2 separate regions of the Mus musculus genome follow, and region 2 is linked to region 1. A link is a contact called in public HiChIP or PLAC-seq data. All regions are on one chromosome and are shown on one strand. The core of a region is the stretch at or near the end of the contact, and the rest is flanking DNA. Distances in the headings are between cores, read along the strand shown.

What was found. HiChIP or PLAC-seq counts read pairs in DNA pulled down with a chosen protein or histone mark.
Region 2: an H3K4me3 HiChIP or PLAC-seq map of fetal liver shows a contact between it and region 1, with 2.9 times the contacts expected there. The contact joins the promoter of Bcl2l13 here to the enhancer-like site in region 1. A contact is called at or near these places in 1 of 39 promoter capture datasets (erythroid cells), 4 of 115 datasets of contacts at active chromatin or transcription factors (embryonic stem cells, fetal liver and stem cell-derived neural progenitor cells) and 3 of 9 other capture datasets (embryonic stem cells, liver and pancreatic islet).

The regions. Positions count from the first base shown.
Region 1 is chr6:120,614,451-120,622,187 of GRCm38.p6, reverse strand. No RefSeq gene overlaps it. Among named protein-coding and RNA genes, the nearest start is that of Cecr2, 48 kb to the left of the region's middle. Within about 2 kb of position 2,912, at least 42 of the 459 cell types and tissues checked have an H3K27ac peak or open chromatin away from gene starts, as enhancers often do. A contact at or near this core is called in fetal liver, where this site is marked.
Region 2 is chr6:120,831,474-120,839,210 of GRCm38.p6, reverse strand. It overlaps Bcl2l13 (BCL2-like 13 (apoptosis facilitator)), which reads right to left and starts at 2,981. Exons shown (of 7, transcript NM_153516.2): 1 at 2,854-2,981. Gm38889 (a long non-coding RNA gene) reads left to right here and starts at 3,017. Exons shown (of 3, transcript XR_869411.3): 1 at 3,017-3,107.

The sequences.
Region 1 (7,737 bases), core at 1,663-4,162:
TGAGACATGCATGCCTTCATTATAAGAAGTGTTATTTCTCTCATCATCTATTTGTTAGTGCTAAAGCTGTGTAAAATAAGTGCTCAAAACTCTAATTCTAATTCCAGCCTGTAGCCCTACTCTCAAGGGAGTTGGAGGCAGAAGGATCACCTAGGGTCTTAGCCTAGTCTAACAAGACCTTGTCTCAAGAAAAGAGGGAAAACATGGCGGCACATGCCTTTATTCCCAGGGCTTTCGAGGCCAGCCTAGTTAGACTTGCTGGTTGCATGTGTCAACTTGACACAAGCTAGAGTTATCAGAGAGGAAGAGAGCCTCAGTCGAGGGAATGCCTCCATGAGATCCAACTGGAAGGCATATTGAAGTGGAAACTTCTGTTTTTTTTGAAAGTTTATGTCAGATGATGTTTTGCTGGGGCACATAGGTGAAAGGATGTCTTGCTAAAGCAGACATGTGAAAGAATGTTTTGCTGGAGCAGACACCTGAAAGGACCTGTGATGAAGGTGTATAAATTTGACACCACAGACAGTGGGAGACACGCATGGAGCATTGGTTTGGTTTATTCCGCCTCGCTATTTTTGATAAGGACACACATGTCTTGGTTCACCTTACATAGCATTGTTGAACTCAACTTGTGGTAAAGATGCCATTGAGAGAAATTCACCCAAGAACTGCTTGTGAGGTTCCTGGGGCAGCTTGCTGAACAGGTCCACTTCCCCCACATCCTAATAACTTTTGTCTTTCACTACCTCTGCTGGGTGGTGGGCTAGAAGAGAGGTTGAATCCTTATTAAGAGTAGGTTGTAAAAAATTTATGCCTACAGCATATTATCATTTAGTGCTCAGTGGGGGACAGTCAAGCTCATGACAGGTGGTGCCATCCTTAGACTGGTAGTCCTGGGAAAGAAGACAGAAGGTTGAGCCGGGGCGGTGGTGGCGCACACCTTTGATCCCAGCACTTGGATGGCAGGGGCAGGAGGATTTCTAGAGTTTGAGGCCAACCTGGTCTACAGAGTGAGTTCCAGGACAGCCAGGGTTATACAGAGAAACCCTGTCTCAAAACAAACAAACAAACAAACAGAAAAAAGAAAGAAAAAGAAAGAAAGAAAGTTGGTTGAGCACGCCATAAACAAGCCAGTAAGCAGCACCTCCTGCCATCCCCCATGGCCTCTGTATCAGCTCCTGCCTCCAGTCCTGACTTCATCCAATGATGGACTATGACCTAGACATGTCCTTTCCTCTGACACTTGCTTTTTGGTTTTTCCCTTGAAGCAACAGAAATCCTAAGACACTAGTCTACATACAGAGCTCTGGGATAGCCTAGGCTATGGAGAAAGGCCCAGTCTCAGAAAACTAAACCAAATCAACCAACCAAACTATACATATATATCAATGGGAGGGTCCAGAAGGAGTCAGGGGGCATAGCTCACTGCCCCATGGCATGTCTAGAGTTCCCTAAAGTGCTTCATTGATGCCAGAGACCAGGGTGGCCGTAGCATTCCAGGATACAGATGGCCTCATAGTTGTCAGGTCCCAAAGAAACCTGGGACAATTCTCAGTCAGTACCTGTGGCTCCTCCCAGAACTTCTTGCCCTGTGCTCTACTGAAAACTTCTCCAGCCCCAGGGCTGGGCTTCCCTTCCCTTCCCTCCCTTCCTCCCCCCCAAGGCTTCTCTTTTTTCTATATAACCCAGCCATTTTGGTTACGTAGTCTCTTATCTCCTCACTTGGCCTTTTGGCTCAATCATGGTTCTTCCTCCCTTAGTCCTTCTCCAGCTATTGGCCTCTGCTCCTCTCTTGGTCTCCTGACTCTCTACTTCCTTTTCTGATCTCCATCCTAACCCCTACTGCTCAGTTCCTGTTTGGTCTGGACTCTTCCAGATGCCTCTGGCTAATCTTTTCCTCCTATCTACAATAAAACCCTTTTCCTCTACCATACCTAGAATGGTCACATCCTCATTTTCAGTCGGTAGCTACCAAACTAAGGAGGAGGCGTTTTGGCAGGTCCAGTTCACCTTGACATACACTGATTTAGGGTAAGGTAAGAGGTAGGAAGCAGCGGGGCGTGGTGGTACACGCCTTTAATCCCAGCACTCGGGAGGCAGAGGCAGGCAGATTTCTGAGTTCGAGGCCAGCCTAGTCTACAAAGTGAGTTCCAGGACAGCCTGAGCTACACAGAGAAACCCTGTCTCAAAAAAACAAAAAGAAAAAAAAAAAAAAAAAAGAGGTAGGAAGCAGCAATGTACCAGCTTTAAAAGCTAGAACAAGGAGTTGTGGGGATAGCTCAAGACCAAGGGCTTGTTTGTTATTTTTGTGGTCCTGGTACCTGTCCCCAGTACCAGATGGACATAAGCATACACATTGATGTACACAGAGCTGGGTATGGTGGCACATGGTAGTAATCCCAGCATTTGTGAGGTAGAAGCAAGAGGATCAGAGAGAGGTTCAAGGTTAGTTTCAGCTACACAGCAAGTTTAAGGCCAGCCTTGAATTCATAAGAACCTCACTCCCCCGCAAAAAAAATAATTCAAATTTGTAAGCCAGGGAGAGGGGATAGCGATGCACGCCTTTAATCCCATCACTTGGAAGGAGAGTTTGAGGCCAGCCTGATCTACAGAGTGAATTCCAGAACACGCAGAGCTACACAGAAACCCTGTCTTGAAAAGAAAAAAAAAAACAAGCAAAGAAAATTTAGAGGAAGAAAGACCCCTGAGGATAGTGGCACCTGCCTGTAATTCCAGCCTTTGGGAAGCAGAGGCAGGAGAATCAACAAATTCAAGGCCAGCAGGGACTCAACAGCAAGATCTCTCAAGATAAAGAAGGACGAAAGGAAGGAAAGAAAGTAAGTATATCTAGAGGAAAGAGGAGCAGCCTTGGGCCCTGTGCCTTCACTGCTGGGTGGGGTTGGGTGGGGACCTGAGATAGGGTGGGGAAAGCCCCAGGTTACAACCTCACAGTAATTAACTGAAACTAGGGCCTGGTGCTTTGGGCAAAGAAGAAAGAAGCCATTGCTGCTCTGCTTGAGTGAGCTCTATTAGCTAACTGTTATGGATGCTCAAAACAATGGCAGGAGGGAACACAGACCAGTCACAGCTGTGAGTGTAACAACTGCCAAAGCTGAGACAAACAGCCTTGCCTCTTTGCAGTGACTTTGCCCATAGCAAGAAGGGGCTACAGTCTTTGCCTCTTGCCTCTGGGGAGGAAGTTAGGTTCAGGGTTCAGTGATTGTGGGGATTGGACAGCTTGAGGTAATGGCCACGCCTCTGGCTGGGATTAGGGTCAGAGTGGTGAGAAATGGGGGCAGGACTTCCTTCAGGGTCCCACATGTTTCAGAACAAACACTGGCCAGCTGGCCATAACTTCGTGTCAGCCTCTGACAGACATCAAAGAGGGGACCTGATGAAGGCTGCCCAGGGATCTGTTTCTTCAATATATTTTTTCCTGGGACAGAACTAACACACAGTAGGCAAGCTTTGAACCAACACACAGTAGGGAAGCTTTGTATCAATACGTGTACCCCCAAGTTCTCTTTTTACTGTTGTTGTTTCTTTGATGTGGCTATTATGAAATCATGAAAGTATTTTACATCATGGCTTTTTTGGTTGTTTTTGTTTGTTTTGTTGGCTTGGTTTGTTTTTGAGACAGGGTCTTGCAGTGTAGCCCAGGCTGGCCTTGAACTCCGTTTCTTCTGGCCTTAGCTCCAGGGGTCTGGCACTGTGGACACAAATGGCCATGCCTGGGTTCACACTGTGTTTCTTCTAAATGGTTATAGCTTCTCTCCTAGCTTTGCTGAATCTCGAAGGTTAGTTATTTTGGTTTGGTTTCATCTTTATTCTTTTTCCATCTTGGGGTAGAAAGCCAGGGCCTCCCACAAGCTTGGCTCTATGTTATGATGCAGTGATACCATCAGGCTAGAGAGGGCTGTTCCAAGAAGGCCTAAGGGGCATGATTTGGTGAACACCCCTTGGACACATAGCCAGGTACATCAAGGGCTGAGGCTAGACTTGCTGATGTGTAATTGTGGTGATCTTCAACTTGTCAGTGAAGAGTGGGATTGTCAGGTGTGAGTGCCCTCCTCTCTCCTCCATGTAGCATCTGTGATAGCCAAAGCTTTGCTCTTTCTTCTCTCCCGACTCAGGGAAAGAACGCTAAGGGAAAGATTAGCGACTTGAGTTCCATCTCTGGAACCCATGAAAAGGTAGAAGGAGAGAATCAACTTCCCAAGGTTGTCCTCTGATCGCCACGTGTGCCACGGCTCCTGCCTTACTTCCTCCAGTAATAATAATAAATAAGAAAGGGTTTTAGCCCCATCAGCTCTGTTCGTTTTCTACCTCCTGGATCCTAGGTTCCAGTTTCCATCTGCTGCTTCTCCTGTCAGTGTAGAGACTAGGGTGGGACAGCAGATGGAGCTCCGTGGGCTGAGGGCTGGCAGGAAGTCCTGGGTTCCATCCCCAGTGCTAAAGGAACTGGGCATGGTGCCAAAGACCTGTAATCCCAACACTCAGAAGGTTGAGGCAGGAGGACTAAAAGTTCAAGGCTAACCTTAGCTACCTAGTAAACTTAAGGCCAGTCTGAGCTACTTGAAAATGGGGGTGGGGGGTTAGTGTTTGTTTGCTTGCTTGCTTACTTGTTTGTTTTCTTATTTGTCTGTTTTTTTGTTTGTTTTGTTTTGTTTTTTTTTTTTTTTTAATAGGCAGGTGAGATGACTCTACCAGTTAAGGGGCCAGCTGCAAGCCTAATGACCTGAGTGATCTCTGGGACTCTTGTGGTAGACTATTAGAGCACATACTTAGCCTGTATCAGGCTCTAGGACCTGCTCTTGTCAAAGAAAGGAGACTACTGCTTCAGCCTTCTACAGAGGAAAACATGTCCTTTCTCCTAGGTCTGGGTTACTGGGGAACACAGGCAGATGGGAGAGGTTGAGGGTAGCCCAAGTCCACAACAGTCCACCCTTCCACCTCCAGCAGCCAGCAGCTGCTCTTCTTCTATGCTTGGCATTTCATTTCCCAGGAGGAACTTCCTCCTGACCTGGGGGACTTTTGATACTTGGGATCAGTGACACCTTCACCTTTCTTTGTGTGCCTAAAAATCACAGGAGACAAAACACCAGACAACTGTAAGAGCTTTCTCTGCAGTCTCTGGGTCTGCCCTTGAATACAGAAGCAAGCAGGGGACCATGGCTTTACCCAGCCTGCCAGCTCCTGGACCCTCAATTAGGATGGCCTTAAAACCAGTCAGGGACAAACTGATGGAGACAGGAAGCATGACACTTTGTGAATGGGTCACTGGGTGTCATTTTGCTTCCTTGGATCTTTTGCTTCTTGGCTGTGAGACAGACCAAACCATTCAGAACATCTAATACACCCCACAACGGAGCACACAGGTCTCAGACAGGGACATGGCTCTATAATCTGGGTCCTAAGCCAGGCCCTCGTGTTATGTCTTCTAGACAATGGGGTACAAGATAAAAAACCTTTGAGTCTGATAGATAGCCATTGCCTGTTCACTGTAAAACAGTGCTCCTGGAACACTGTCATTAACATTATCAACCTGACCACTACTAGAATCGCCTGACAGATAGCCCTCTGGGCATTCCTGTAAGGAGTTCTCTAGATTAAGTTTAAGGAGGTGGGAAGACCCATTTCTATTATGGTCAGGACTGAGGTTCTGTACTAAATAAAGAAGAGAAACGTAATTAGATTCAAGTATTCTCTCAGCTTCGCAACTGCTCCATGTTCCCGCCACCATGATAGTGCTGTGATGACCTGTTCCCTGAAGTGGTGAGCAAAATAAATCCCTCTTCCCTTAAGTTGCTTTGATCAGGGTATTTTATCACAGCAACAAGTAACTAAGCCTGCAGTGATGACTCACACCTTCAAACCCAGCACTCAGGAGGTGTAAGCAGGTAGATCTCTGTGAATTCCAGGATAGCCAGGGCTACACAGAGAAACCCCTGTCTCAAAAAACAAAACAAAAGGCAAGTACCTAAGACAGACACCTTGATGATTTGTTTATGTTTCCAGAGCCATCCCAGGGTCTTGCACCAGCTAGGTCAGAGCTGAACACTGAGCCCCCACACCCACCACCAAGTATTTACTTTTCCACCATTGCCCATTGTTATACTGGAGTTTGAATGGAGGGTCTTAAACATTCCAAGCAAGCACTCTTCCAGCTGAGCAATAGTTCCAATTGTTGGGTTTCCCCCCCTATCTCTTTTTGAGATAAGGTCTTGCTGCGCCCTGGCTGACCTTGAATTTGCTTGGTAGCTCCTGTTGACCTCCTGATTAGTCCATTGTCCCTATAGTATTTTCATTTTGAAAAATAAAAGGACAGGGCCTGGGGTTGTAGCTCAGTCCATAACATGGGAAGTTGTCTTAGTTAGGGTTTTACTCCTGTGAACAGACACTATGACCAAGGCAGTTCTTAGAAGGACAACATTTAATTGGCCTGGCTTACAGTTTCAATTCATTATCATCAAGGCAAAAGCATGGCAGCGTCCAGGCAGGCATGGTGCAAGAGGAGCTGAGAATTCTACATCTTCATCTGAAGGCCTCTAGAAGACTGGCTTCCAGGCAGCTAGGAGGAGGCTCTTAAAGTCCATGCCCACAGTGACACACCCACTCCCAACAAGGCCATACCTATTAATAGTGCCACTCCCTGGGCCAAGCATGTACAAACCATCACAGAAGCTGATGAAGTCCTGAGTGAAGGTGTATTATTGACATTGGCGCATCCACATCAGGAACCCCAATGCCTCAGACTCAGGGGAGTTGGCAGCTCCTTCCCTGGGTCAGGTTCAGGGAATTGGGAGAGCCTTCTGGTCCATGTGTAGATGCTGATGTGTGTACAAAAAACGATTTACTGTAGCTCCCTCCTTCCAGATGACTGCAACCTGAAATTGGTCCCCTATAGACACCTCCCACTGAGACTATCTAAGCAGCCTCCTTGTATGTATGTCATTGCATATACAGTTTCTGGGTTGTTGTGTAGTACATGCCCTCCATCAAAGGGAGCACGACCTACCAGATCCCAGCTTTTCTGAAAACATGCCTGTTGTTTCTTTATTTCCAAGCTGCTCAATCAGCTTTCCAGGGCCAGGTGGTACAGCTCTGAGCACAAAGCCAAGGGCGTGATTCGCAGCGCTCCATAAGGTGGGCGTAGGGACACATGCCTATAATCCCAGCATTCAAAGAGTCACAAAGAGTATTGGAAGCACAACTTTATCCTTAACTACAGAAGAGCCCCAAGCCATGCTGGGCTATATGAGATAGAGTCTCAAGACAAAAAAGAAAAGAAAATTACCCTGAAGTTTAAGGGCTGTGGTATAGCAGTGAGTTTGGCTATACCAATTTGGCTCCAGGCAGATCGCATGCACACACATGCCCAGGAGCTCTTGGATTCTCAAATGAAAGACACACACACACACACACACACACACACACACCCCAGTTAATTTTTGACATGCCATGACTAGCTCAAAGGTTGGGCACTCCTAAACCTTCCCCTGCTGCCCCAAGTCCAATTGGAGAGGTGGCCAGTGGCCTCTTGCCTGAATTCTTGGATGGCTGGTTGGCTTTCTCTCCTGCATCTCTTATGTCCCATATTTCTCCTCCGAGTCGTGGAGATTCTTCATTGGGCTTTGTCTCTTTATTGATCAATCAAAAACCAATTGGTGACTAGGACCTTCAGCGTTTGGACACACAGATTCCCAATTTGGGGGCCAGATTAGTTCAAAGCATTAG
Region 2 (7,737 bases), core at 1,732-4,231, 220 kb before region 1:
TCAGGACAGCCAGAACTACATAAAGAAATCCTGTCTCACAAACAAACAAACAAAAAAGGTGTGTGTGTGGGGGGGGGTGTTTAAAGTGTATTAATGAGTACTTTTTCCTTGTTCTTTTTCTTTTTCTTCTTAAAGGTTCAAGACATGATTTACTTTTTAAAACTTTCTATTAATTACGTGTGGGTGGGTATGCGCACACAATGCAGTGCCCACAGAGGTATGAGAGCTCCTGGAGCTGGGGTTAGCGGTTAGCTGTCTCATATGGGTGCAGGGAATCACACTCAGACCCTCAGGAAGAGCAGTACATGCTCATAGCCATCTCTCCAGCCCCGCCCCCAAAGTTAAGACAAAGTCTCCCCTCTAGCCCAGATGATCTCCCTGCCATCTTACCCAGCCTCCCCTATGTTAGATCTACAGAGTGCGCAGCTTCACCATTTCCTTTTACAAATTGAAGGTGAAGACAATGAGATAATGGGAGAGGTTAACGGGGAAGCAGGGGTAAAAATGACAAAAATATACTATATAACTGTATACATTTGCCAAGTAAAAATATGTTAAGCCGGGCGTGGTGGCGCACGCCTTTAATCCCAGCACTTGGGAGGCAGAGGCAGGCGGATTTCTGAGTTCAGGGCCAGCCTGGTCTACAAAGTGAGTTCCAGGACAGCCAGGGCTACACAGAGAAACCCTGTCTCGAAAAACCAAAAAAAAAAAAAAAAAAAAAGTTAAAAGATGGGTAGATTTAACCTTTCATGTTATTTGGCTAAATTCAATTTCCAGGGTACACCCCTGAACATAGACACAGGTCATTTCAGATAGATGTGGTAGTTCCCCTCTGGAATCCTAGCATTAGGGAGGCTGACTGTAGGCTCAAGGCTAACCTAGACGGCTCAGTGGTTAAGAGCACCAACTGCTCTTGCAAAGGTCCTGAGTTCAAATCCCAGCAACCACATGGTGGCTCACAACCATCCATAATGAGATCTGATGCCCTCTTCTGGTGTGTCTGAAGTCACCTACAGTGTACTTAGATATAATAATAAATAAATCTTTAAAAAAAATGCTTCAGTGGGTGAAAGCAGCTTGAGTTTAATCCTAGAGCCCATGTAAAGATGGAAAGAAAAAACTGACTCCCAAAGTTGCCCTCTGGCCATGCATGGTGACACAGGCCCTCAAAGGAAGAGTCAGGTGGACAGCTATGAGTTTGAGACAATCCTGGTCCACATAGGAAACTCTAGGACAACCAGGACTACACAGAGACCCTGTGCCCCGCCTCCCCCCAAATGAAACAAAGTTGCCTAACGCCCTACACACATGTGTATCCAAACAAACAATTACACCCACAATAATAGTAAAATTTAACATTTTAAAGTGACAGTCATGGCTGGGTACTCCTGGATCTCCATTCAGGGGAGGAAGAAAAGGTAGGATCTACCAGGCAGTGGTGGCACATGCCTTTAATCCCAGCACTTGGGAGGCAAAGGCAGGCGGATTTCTGAGTTCGAGGCCAGCCTGGCCTACAAAGTGAGTTCCAGGACAGAGAAACCCTGTCTCCACAAAAAAACAAAAAACAACAACAACAACAACAACAAAACAGAAAAGGCAGGATTTGAGTTCAAGGCCAATTTAGGATACAGTTCAAAAACCAAAACAAAACAAATGTTATTTTAAGGACTAAAAAAAAAAAAAATAGTTTAGAATAGTGCCTGATCATCCAGAGCCAAGAGACTTTGTAGAAAAACTGTATAAATGTTTTCAATTCGCTGTTATAATCATCCAGGACACATTTATCCAACTGTGTATGTGAAATGTAAGTGATTCACTACCCACACACTTGCCTAACTCTTTATGTGTTAAAACAAAATGGAAGAAAGGTATTTCAAGGGTGTGGCAATACATCTAAGGTCACACAAGTTAGGGCAGAGAGCATCAACAGTCTGGTTTATACCAAGCCTCCAAGGGGAATATTGGAAATTTTGCAAAAACTTTTTTTTTAAATATCAGACAGAGGGGCCTGTCAGCATGGTTCAAAACTTTTAAACACAGAGTAAAACAGACCTCTTAGATAAACACTTGTGTGTGGGAATGGCGAACTGTTTAGCCGAACTATCAGTCAAAAGCATGTGAATTTCTGGGCAGATCGCTTCAATTTTTACCCCTAAGTAAAATCCTCAACTTAGCCTAGGCTACCTCCTTCACAGGACTATAATGTAAAGGCAAGAAATGCAGGATGCCGCGAAAATGTGAGGAGGGATTTTAAAAAGAGAAAAACAAAAAACCCCGAATCACTGTGAAAGGCATCGCCTTCGTGTGGTAAGAAGACCTAGTCTGTTTTGTTTTGTCTTGGGGGTGGGGGGGGGTGGCGTGGGACCGTGAATGGGTGTCAAAACGCAGCCAGCGCTGAGACTGAGAAACAAGCCTTCACACTGTGACAGGACACCACTAGCGAAGCTAATCTATAATCGGTCTAAGTGAATGGCACACGCTTCCCTCCTCCAAGCGAGAATTCACGCTTCCTAGTCTGCCCCCCAAAACAGACCCTGCTTCCCAAAGCCGAGATCTGGGTGAAGAACAGAATGTAGAGCAAGGGTGAGTTCCAGAGCCTCAGGCAGCCACACAGCCGGTTCAAAAGCCGCCCGGCGTGGGGGCGCACTGGACAGGTCGGATTCACCCCAAACAGCCCCTCAGAAGTTCCGAGACGCCGCGGCGGAGCAGCACGGTCCTCCTCCCTCAGGCCCGGTCTCTCCCGCGCCCTGGGCAGCACCGTGGTCAGCTCGGTGGTCTCCAAGACCCCTTCCTCAGCGGATGGAAACCGCTCCACCAGCCACCAGGGCCGCCCCAGAATCCCACTCCCCTCACCTGGCTCCAGCCCTGCCCCACAAGGGACGAAGGAGACGGCGGCGGCGGCAGCAGGGGCTTCCCACGGGGTGCAGGAGCGACAGTGGCTGCTTCGACCCGCGAACCTAATCTACCGCCGCCGCCATGTTGGACGGTGAGGTCACCCTGGCGCGCCTACGTCACGGCGGCGTAGGGGCGGGGCCCGGGCGTAATGCCAAGCCGGAAGCCAGCGGCTCGGTCAACTGGAAACGAAGCAGGGTCACTGACACCTGCTGGTCAGTTTGCGCAGGCGTGACCTGTGTACGAAGCTGTCCTGTGCCTCTCTTTCCAGGAGCCGCTTAAATCCTCGATTCTGGACTTCATAAGTATCTTCACCCAGTCATTTCCGGTGCTAGTTAGGGCGAAGGGTGATGAGGTAGACACCACCGCACGCCTGCTCACCCCTGTGTGGGACAAGAAGCTGGTGGCATAGCAGAAGCAGAGTTCTGCAGACTTTTGCGTTCCTGGAGTACTAAAGCCCTCAGGTTACTGGTCAAGACTGCACTTCCTAGGGCTGCCAGGAGATTGTCCTGAAAGTTAGGAAAGCAATTTAAAGGCAGGGTGGAATGACTAGGTTGAGACAACTCAGGATCCGGGCACCATGGTGATAAAAAGAGTCTTATAGTAGTAATCCATTTTTTACTCGCACTGCCTGGCAAGCTGCCTGGACTATAGTTTCTTATGTTTGTTTCTTGACTCTACAAAAGCATGTCCAACCTGTGGTCCAAGATAAACTGAATGCTTATCAACCAGAAAGAAAAAGAAATAGATTGGGGCTGGAGAGTTGGCTCAGTGGTTAAGAGCACTGACTGCTCTTCCAGAGGTCCTGAGTTCAAATCCCAGAAACCACATGGTAGGTTCACGACCATCTGTAATGAGAACTGATACCCTCTTCTGGTGTGTCTGAAGACAGTGACAATGTGGTTACATATAATAATGAATAAATCTTAAAAAAAAAGAAAAAGAAAAATAGATTTACTTAAACCATGAAGGCTGTGTATAACCCGATTATCTAGTTGTTCAGCAAGAGCTTTTTAGATCGTGTAAAAAGGTCAAGATATCTAGGCAAGATAAACACCCTGCATTAGCCAGCTTGAGTTTCAGCCTGTGTTACTGAAATGAAGTGACAAAGTAACACAAACAGCACAGAAGATTAGGAGTTAGAAGGCGGTTGAAGGCGGTTGCAATCAGTCAGATCAGAAATGATAAATGTGTCCAGTTGCTTGTACAGGCTGGTAATCCCAACACTCTGAAGGCTGAAGCAGGAGGATAAATTGGAGTCTGGCTACATAGTGAATCTTATCTTTAAAAAAAATAATAAAAGATTGATTACAAAACTGACTGGGGACCATTGATATGGCTCAGGTTGCAAAAGTGCTTACTGTAAGCCTAATGATCTGAGCTGGATCTCTGGAACACACATGGTAGAAGAAGAAAACCATCGCTAGCAAGTAGATTTCTCTGACCACACTGCCTAACCCCACCTCCCATACACACACATTTCAAAGCAAAACAATCAATACAAACTGAAAGGAAGTGATGACCAGTAGCTAAGTTTAGGAGGTAATAGAAATGTTTAAAATTCACAATGATAATGGTGGCACAATTACAAATATCTTGAATTTCACTTAATTATATGCTCTTGGTTTTTTGGGACAGTGTTCCATACTGACCTCAAACTTGCTCTTTATCCTAGAATGACCTGGAATCTCATCCTGCCTCTGCCTCCTGAGTGCTGAGGCCTCGGGTATAAGCTAGTATGCCTGTGTGTTGCTGGGGATATCATTCAGGGCACACCAATCTACAAACTATGATCCTAACCCTTTTGAACGCTTCCTTTTTTTATTTTATGTATATGAGCGTTTTGTTTACATGTACATCTGTGCACCATGTGGGTGCCTAGTTTCAAATAAGGTCAGAAGAAGGAGTTAGATCCCCTGGAACTGGAGTTACCCATGTTTATGAGCTGTCATGTGGGTGCTGAAAACCAAACCCAAGTCCTTAGAAAGAGCAGGACTTGGAAGTAGGCAGGGGCATCACAAGTTCAGACCATCTGCAACTACATACGAAGTTTTAAACCAGCCTAGACTACCTGAGACCTTGTCTTGCATAGAAGTGGGTTTGTCTGTTTGTCTGACTTGTTTCTAGTCCACCAGCTTGGTTACGGGTGACAAAATGACCACGCAGAACCACCTTCTGTGACTAACCTGACAGGAACTTAGGCCAGCAGTTTGTAATGAAGACAATAAGAATAGACTTCTTTCTTAAAATTCATCTGAAATTATGTTTTAAATAGTTCCTCTCCAAGACTGAAAATAATATCAAAAAATACTGGATTTAGGAAACTATGAACTGGTTAATATTTGCATGTTTAGTATGTCCTTAGTTTTTTTTTTTTTTTTTTTTTTTTTTTTGGTTTTTCAAGACAGGGTTTCTCTGTGTAGCCCTGGTTGTCCTGGAACTCACTTTGTAGACCAGGCTGGCCTCGAACTCAGAAATCCGCCTGCCTCTGCCTCCCAAGTGCTGGGATTAAAGGCGTGCACCACCATGCCCGGCTTATTTTTTTTTTAAGAATTATTTATTTTATGCATAGGAGTACACTGTAGCTGTCTTCAGACACACCAGAAGAGGGCATCAGATCCCATTACAGATAATTGTGAGCCACCATGTGGTTGCTAAAAATTGAATTCAGGACCTCTGGAAGAGTAGTCAGTGCTCTTAACTGCTGGGCCATCTCTCCAGCCCATGTCCTTAGATTTAAAACAAATCTAAACACTTTCTAGAGACAGTTTTAAACCAAACTGGCATGGAACTTTCCAAATCACTGGCTCTACTTCCCCAAATGATAAGATTATAAAAGTATACCCCTGTTCTGTACTGCCTCTCGAGTGATCTGTAGCAACTCTGCTTTCAGTCTCAAAGGAGTAAGTTTATTAAGTATATAGCAAGTGAATAAATAGCAAGTGGCCGATAGATATTAAAACGAACGTCATTGAATCGGTAGTTTATAGCATCCATTAAGGGACAACTGAGGTAACAAGATTGAGAGAGTAAACAAAGGTGGTCATCAAATCAAGACTTACAAGCATCCAGCAGGAACAGACTGGGGAAGCTGAGGCAGTCAGCTGGAATTCCCAGCTGAGATTTCTCTTCACAGATGAGTTGCCCATGGCTGAACTTCCAGCCTCCAGTACCTCTTGTAGGTGTTTTTAAATGATGGGAAAAACATCATTAACATCTGTTGGAAATGGTTTACCTTCCAGATATTCCTAGGGACATGATGGGCTTTTTAAAAAAGATTTATTTACTTACTATATGTAGGTACACTGTAGCAGTCTTCAGACACTTTTTCTTCTCTCTCAGGCCCCCGAAAGCTCTGGCCCAAAGATTTATTTATTATTTATTACATGTAAGTATACTGTAGCTGTCTTCAGATATCCCAGAAGAGGGCATCAGATCTCATTATGGATGGTTGTGAGCCACCATGTGGTTGTGGGATTTGAACTCAGGACCTCTGAAAGAGCAGTCAGTGCTCTTAACCGCTGAGTCATCTCTCCAGCCCTGGACATGATGTTTTAACTGAGAACTCCCTTCCATGTCACAGAGTTAGGGAGCCAGCCTTCTGAAGAAAAGGATATTTTGGAGAATGAAATAAGCATGCTGCATTCTGAGAGGAGGGCCCTCTTTATTTCCAGATCCCCCTCTCAACAGGCTTAAGCAGCACATGGCAATCTACCAACCTAATAATGTCCTTTCAGTCACCACACCCGAATTACGTAGACTTCTCATGTCACTGTTCCCTGAACAATCTAACACAAAAACTACTTGCTTAGCACTTAACATTGTAGTTGGTATTAAATGTAGAGATTGCTGAAGACATGCAGGAGGGTGTGAAGCATGTCAACTATGTGTAAATGCTTTGCTGTTACACGTAAAGAGCCTCAGAATCCATGTGTTCTGGAATCTGAGAGGGGTCCAGGGAGCAATCCTCAGAGATACCCAGGGAGGGCGGTACTAAAGAGGTTTGCTAACTCCAGAGATTAGCTCTGCAAAGGTACCTCACCCTTATCTGACAAGACTTGGCTTGCTCCTTAGTGAATCAGCAGATGACTGCCCAACTGGTTGTTTCTGCGACTTAACACTCGGGAGGAGGTTGTACAAAGGGGAGAGATAGCAACTCTGCAATTCAATTTAATTTTATGTAGCCCAGATGCCTGGAGCTCACCATCTTCTTACTTCAATCTTCCTAGTGTCAAGATTAGCATGTGCCACCATGCCAAAATTCTCTTTTGCTTTTTTTTTTTTTTTTTTTTTTTGGTTTAAGTTTGTTAAGTCTCTCAGTGTAACCTGGAACTCTGTGTAGCCCAGGTTGTGTTTGAACTTGAGGTCTTCCTGCCTCAGCCTTCTCAGTGTTGATGTTACAGGTAAAGACCACCATGCCTGGCTATTGACTTAGGGTATGTCCCTTGAAGCACACACTGGCCTTGAATTTGCTATGGTATGTAGCTGAGAGTGACTCCACTCCCAAGCGCTGGGATTACAGGTATGGGGTACGATCCCTGACTTAATTTAGTTTTAAAATAAAGAGGCAAGTGTTAGATCCCAGGAAGTGGGATCTTGACTCAGCCCAGGCTAGAACTATAGAAGTATTTCTGGCCTTAAAATAAAGCCATAATTCCTCAGGAACTTGTGAAAGAGATCCCCATCTGCCAAAGGGGGTTATTTCCCTAGCCTCTGGTGGAAAGGACTTGTGCCTTACCCTTGACACATTCCTGTGGTTGTGTATCAGAGCCCCTGATGACCTCCAGGCCTCCAAATCTCCCTAAAACTTGTTTTACATCTCAAAGTCCACGCTAACTAGCACCC